2 separate regions of the Gossypium arboreum genome follow, and region 2 is linked to region 1. A link is a contact called in public Hi-C data. All regions are on one chromosome and are shown on one strand. Each heading gives the region's core, a stretch centred on a gene start, on an enhancer-like site or on the middle of the called end of the contact. The rest is flanking DNA. Distances are from core to core; before and after follow the strand shown. Region 1 holds the start of LOC108463273 (agamous-like MADS-box protein AP1). Region 2 holds the start of LOC108463244 (universal stress protein PHOS32-like).

Region 1 (3,404 bases), core at 824-3,323:
TTTTAAATTAAGGATAAAATGTAATATATAATTTTTTATAATTTTAAACATGTAATTATCAAATTATTTAATTATATTCCATAATTAATGTTAAGTGCTATATCAAACAAATTTTATAACATAAAATTAATTCTTAAATTTCAATACTTAATTTTTCATTTTATCCAATAGCACCGAAGTGATAAATAAGTTATCTATCTACTTATATTATTCAACATTTTTAATTGAAAATTCTCAAAACATTTTTTAAAAATAAAATATAAAAAAATTCCTTTTCAATTTACTAAAAAATTTGATTTTTATTAAACACACCATAAATCCAGAGCATATAAAATCATAAAGCCTAATCCAAAGTGTTCAATTTTCCTTCATTTCATTTTTAGCTTTGATATTTTTATTTTAATTTATTTAAAAATAACTATTCTCAATCAAAATAATGAAAAAAAGGATATATGCATCAAATATCAATTAATTTAAATTCAGATAATTACCATAAATAGACAGACACCATATCTATAATATATAACTGAAGAACTTGAATCACAAATTGCAGAGTTTTCTTTTCCTAGTTATCAAGGCTTATAAATAATTTTTCCTTTATTCTTTTTCTCACTTGAACCAGTAACTGGCTATTGGTGACATATATGTAACCAAATCAGCTAAAAGAAGAGCCCATTGGAATATAAAAATTTTAGAAAGCAGTTTATTAGCTTGTTTAGGGTTCAAAAAGGAATCTTCAAATTTGAGGTGTGGAACTACCCCTCATGGAGCCCTAGCCCTACTCCCTCTGTACAAAAATTGTCAAATCCCTAATTTTCTAACTACCAAAAAGGTACCTCTTTTTGGCCTTGGACAGTTGTTGGATCAAAGAGTTCTCAAAAGCCAAAGAGGGTCTAGCCCTTAAGAACTGGTGAAGAAGAAGAAGGAGATACATGTATAGCAGTTGTTGCTTGTAAGGACTAAAAGGAAACACACAAAGGAGAGAAGATGACAAAGATAGTAGCTCTGTTCCAAAACCAAAAAAATAAATTGTAAAAACAAATTTATTTTCAGAAAAAACATAGCCATATTTTTTAGGTTTTCTTTTACTATCTTTAGAAGAAAATATGTTTGATAGCATGATTTTTCCTTTTGAGATGACAGAATATAAAATTTATTACAAAGTTCAGTGTTGCTTTTCCCTTCTTTTATAACTTGGTATTAATAATTTAGTCCATAGAATGGATACTTTGTATTTTCTCCTAATTGAGAAAGTTTTAGTTTAAAAAAGGGGAAATTTTTTATTGCTTCTTCTTCATCATCCATTGGTCAATAACCTTGTTTTAGCAAGATGAGACCAAACTTCCCCCTCAAAGCTTTCCATTCTTTTGCTACTTCAACATCTCTGAAACACTTGTAAATTCTATTACTGATATAGTTATAGTCACACTTTTTACTGAACTGTGTAATATTCTTTAATTTTTTTTTCACCTGTTATAACCATTGCATGAAATCCAGGAGAAACTGCTAATGACAGTGCCTCAAAAACCACTTTCATAAACATCTATTTCAGTTTCAAAGCCAAAAAAAAAAAAAAGTAACTTTATCTTTGTTTCTCAAAACCTTGGAGAATACTTTAAAAAAATTAAAAAAAAAACAGAATGAAGGGGGAAGGAAATACCAGGAATCAGTGGAGTATTCAAAGAGCTTCCCTTTGTGGGAGAAGACAATCAAAGCGACCTCAGCATCACACAAGATGGAGATCTCATGAGCTTTTTTCAACAACCCAGCTCTCCTTTTGGAGAAAGTAACTTGCCTGTTGATCTTGTTCTCAATCCTCTTCAACTGAACCCTACCTCTCCCCATTTTCTTTTTTTATAACCTTAAAAAATTGGGGGGAAAAAACCCAGATCCTAAAAAGGAAGAAGAAGGAGGAGGAAGATGGAGTAAAGTTAAATACCCAAGTTGGAAAAAAAAATTCTTTTGCTAAATGTGAAGTATATCAGAGAAAACATGCACAACATATATAGAAATGGAAATGCAGGGAAAAAATAGGAAAAAGAAAAAAAAAAGTGGTTTTAGGGAAAGGGAGTGGATTTGTAGATAAAACCAGAATGGTTTATTAAGAATGTGCTGTCGGTCCCTCATTGGTTAATATGACTGTTCAGTCGTTACTGTCTCATGTTGGAACCACAATTTTATTTCTTCTTTTTATTAAAAAAAATAAGGTGTTTTCTTCATATAGCCTATAGATACCGTCAGAAGCTGTACGGAGACCCCTCGCTGTCACACACTCACACAGCTGACGGCGGAGATTTTCTTTTTCTCTCTTAAACCCAAATAAATTATAATGCATAGGTTTATTATTGGAAAAATAACAATCTTGTACGGAAACAAATTTTAATGTAGTTATGAAATGATTCAAATTATTAAAATATAGAAAAATAATAATACTGTACGAGGTAAAATTCACACGTAATCTAGTCTTATTTTCATTTTTTATTATTGATTAATAGATTGATGGACATGTTCCAATAATAAATTGATGTAATTAATTTTTTACATTAGTTAAAATTTTTATTAATACCAATCATACTAGCTTGTTCCATCCAATTCTGATCATGCCAACCAAAACATTGCACAGTAATACATAAATAATTTAAAAATATAAAATTTCTATTTCTTTACAGTTATGGTAATAAATGATAAAATTTTCATTAAAATTTTTGCATCATTAGATGCATAAATATTTTATATACATATATTAAATATATTTTAAAAATATCGATAAATTTGAAACAATTCATCAAAATAAACCCATATCAATATGCACCAATTTTAATGGAAAAAATGATGTATCTACTAGTACGTACTAACTACCTTGATTTATTATGTTTCATATTTTTTAAAAATATTTTTGGTAAACTACACTTATAGTCACTCAAAAATAAGGTTTGTCTATTTGGTCACTCCAAATTTTTTTCTCAATTTAATCATTCTAAATAAGATAAGTGTGTGAATTAATCACCACCATTAAATTTTTTGTTTCATTTTAATAGATTGTTGATGGGGCACATTAATACATTGAGTGACTGACACATAGCTTTTTTGTTGACTTTTTACTAACGCTTACGGACCTCGATCGTTATAATTAGTCCAAAACTTTTTCCCTAAACTTTAGTCAATAGTCAAACATAAAAATGTCATGTGTCTATCACACAATGGGCTAATATACCAAGTCAGCAACCTATTAAAAAGAAATAACAATTAATATGACTAATTCACACAATTATCTTATTTAGGATAATTAAATTGAAAAAAAAATGAAACGATAAAAAATTGAGGTTTTGATCATATTTGCTCTTTTTGACACAATATATAAAACTACCCAAAGTCCCTCTCTAACCTATAAATAAGAGGATAAT
Region 2 (3,206 bases), core at 588-3,087, 370 kb before region 1:
CTTTTCTTTACTTTAATACAGTGGATAAATTAACCCACTAAACAACATGACACAACCATGTTTCTGAAATCCTTTTAAAAAACCTGAAAGGAAAAACTTTTACTAATTCTTTGCCTTTGCATCCATTGATTTCCTCAATCTTCATCCCTATTTTCATTTTTTGTATGGCAATATGGTCTCTTTGTTGTAGACAGGGACCTAAATGGTGTGGGAATCTTGCTTTGACGATGAAGTACTTGATGCTTAATGTTGAAGTGCATTTGAAGCATATATGACTAATGGGGTCACAACTACTCACTATTTCAATAAAAGATTGTCCCCCTGTTTTATAATCAGATTGAAAGAATTTATTTGTAAACCAACTGATAAAATTTCAAGCAGAAAACCAATTTTCAGAGGCTAAATTTGTTGTAAATTTACAACAATTGCATAAGAGTGTTTTGCAGCTTCAGCAAAGCGGATCAAACCCAGCATCTCCACTGCAACAACCATGTGCTTCTTTTAGGCCATTGTAGCATCCAGTAAAGATCCTAAAGGGATTAACTTGGGACCCAACTGTGTTTCCCTTGGCCCCACAATTTCCATGTCCATCAATAAACACACAACACACTTTTTTCATCCACACACCAAACCCCACATTTTTTTTTCTCAATATACTTTACTAGTATTATATTTACAAACAACAACACTAGATTAAAGAATACAATTACATATATTCAATGATGATGATGTTTGATTTAGGCCAAGAGCCAAAAGTCCTTGTGCCGCTTAGTGGTGATCAAATAACCTCCAAGTTTTTTGCTTTTTCTTCTTACTGCAACTGCCATGCAACTAGCATTTTGGATACAGTACTCTACAACTCCACCAGTAATCCGGTTCCCCGCCCACATCATGATGAGCCGCCATGTCATGGACTTCTTTTTTCGCCCCAAAACCAGAAGCGCCGCTCCTTGCTTTTTGGCCTCTTCTACTATTGTTGGACCTTTCTCTTTCCCCTCCACCACTGCTACCTCAACTTCTACCTGTCAGATAAAAAGTGGTTGAACTTTTAATTTCAAAGATGTGTGTCAATTCACATAGCTGCCTCAAGGACCAAGAAAAAAATGACATTATAATTAGACATGTTAACCCACCTCTGGTCTCTTTTGCTTGCACATGGTTTTCAAGGTGGAAATCGGTTCATAAGCCCTGTTCTCGTTGGACTCATCATTTGTAACTGGAACTGAATAAAAATATTTTCAGCCATTAATCAAAAGCTTTGGTTTTTTCAGGATAAAGGACATGAAAACAAAGAGCTGCAAACCTTGTTTTGAGGGCTTTGTGACATAGAGAAGAATAACTGTGTCATGGCACTGGACAGTGTGAGAGAGTGCCCATTGTAAAGCTCCCCTGGCTTCAATGCTGGAATCAACCACGATCATGATCTTCCTACCCATAACAAAATCAGGTTTCTTTTCTCCATGGCTGGGTTTTTCTTCTTCAAGTTTGCAATTATTCTCATGCTTGTGATCAGTTGTAGCTGAATTCAAATTGGCCTTGGCTTGTATTGGAGGGGACCGAACTCTAACATGAGGCCTAATCCTATTGAGGCAAAAGCTTGGCAACCTAGTGCCCGATCTGCCCATCTCCTGAATATAGCTACTAAGGTAATAAACCACACACAAAATGATTATAAGAATCTTTAAGAAGAAGGGAAGAAAGCAACCATTAGGCCTTTGTCTGTTTGATGAACCAAAGTTCTATTGGTTTGGGCCATGGGATTTATTTGCTTTTCCTCCATCACTTTTTTTTTTTTTTTGCTTTTTTGTGTTTTGTTTTGTTTGGTAATGATGATAACAGGTCTTTGTTTCTTTTTTTAATTCACTTGTGGGGCTATTCCTCAACGTGCATCTCATGAAGTTTGTAGGTCCATTCCTCTTCACAGCATTCTCTGCCATGTTAGTGGTAATCAAATTTTTTAATAATTTGCTTGCTTTGCCTTTCCAGTTTATACCCAACCTCTCTATTCTATGCCTAATTGCAATAGTGGAAGGCTTATATTTTGAACTCTTCTTTGAACTCATTTTAGAAGTTGAAACCATGGGTTATTGCTCCAAATTTTATTTGTTATTAATATTTAGTTTGAGTTAACTTATGATTATATCGATAGAAGATTATTTAACAGTTAATGAATTAAATATTCTTAATTAGAATTAAATAAAAGAATCTGTACACAATCTTTTTTTGCGAGGGTTTTATAGCTTTATCATGCAGCGATCATTATACATTTTTGGACAGTGGATGTAGACTAAAAAGCTGGACCACATATAATGGTAATAATGGCTGAAAGAACTGCAATTCTTAGTTTAGTACACTATCACCATTTTCTGCAGTGATCATTTCTAGATTAATATAAAAAGATATACAAAGATAAATATGAAAAATATTTCTGAAATCCAATATCAATCGCAATAGAACTTATCTTTAAAGATATTTCTTCTTCTTCTTTTGGTGGTTTATGTGGCGTGACTCAAACGCTACCAGCTCATCATTTAGAGAACACAAAATAATTAACAAAGTAAAAGAATACTGTTTTAGAAGTTCTTCCAAACAAAATGATTAACAAAACGAAAGCAAAGAAAATAAATAAAGGGGTCAACTTCTATAATGTTAATTTTGCAGCAAAAGTTGTGATGATTAAGCATAAATTAACAAATTAAACTAAAACAGCTATGAGACATAAACTCACTTTTCTCAAAACATAAATATATATACTTGCAAAAAGTAAGGTCAAATAGGTGAGAGGTCCATTTCATCTTCCTTAACTTTAATTTGCCATTTGCATGAAACAATTTACCACTTTAATTGCCCATATGTCTCATCAATGTCCCCAATTTAAACATTTTTGTTATGATATCAATCTTATAAAAATTGCAATTGAAACTCGGACTTCCAATCCAACAAAAATCCTTTCACCATGCTGTTTACTTTGATTACAACCTAATAAAATCATAATTTACATGTTTAAAAGTCCAATTATTCATCCAAATTTAAATATTAGGATTTAAATTGATTTTAGGTAAAAAAAGTTTAGCTTAAAATATAAACCGAGATCGACTACCATATTTAATGTCCGAACTTAGTTTAGGTTAATTATTAATAGATACATACGAGGGAAAATATGTAGAAATAGTACAAATTTTTATAAGAAAGAAAATATGGTCAAG

What was found. A called contact is a pair of places that touch in the nucleus more often than the background predicts.
Region 2: a Hi-C map of leaf shows a contact between it and region 1, with 3 times the contacts expected there. The contact joins the promoter of LOC108463244 here to the promoter of LOC108463273 in region 1. A contact is called at or near these places in 2 of 5 Hi-C or Micro-C datasets (both in leaf).

What each region holds. Positions count from the first base shown.
Region 1 is chr13:34,818,803-34,822,206 of ASM2569848v2, reverse strand. It overlaps LOC108463273 (agamous-like MADS-box protein AP1), which reads right to left and starts at 2,073. Exons shown (of 8, transcript XM_017763221.2): 1 at 1,661-2,073. The coding sequence starts at 1,845.
Region 2 is chr13:35,185,688-35,188,893 of ASM2569848v2, reverse strand. LOC108463244 (universal stress protein PHOS32-like) reads right to left here and starts at 1,837. Exons shown (of 3, transcript XM_017763185.2): 1 at 1,304-1,837; 2 at 1,134-1,222; 3 at 347-1,022. The coding sequence starts at 1,625. The coding sequence ends at 738.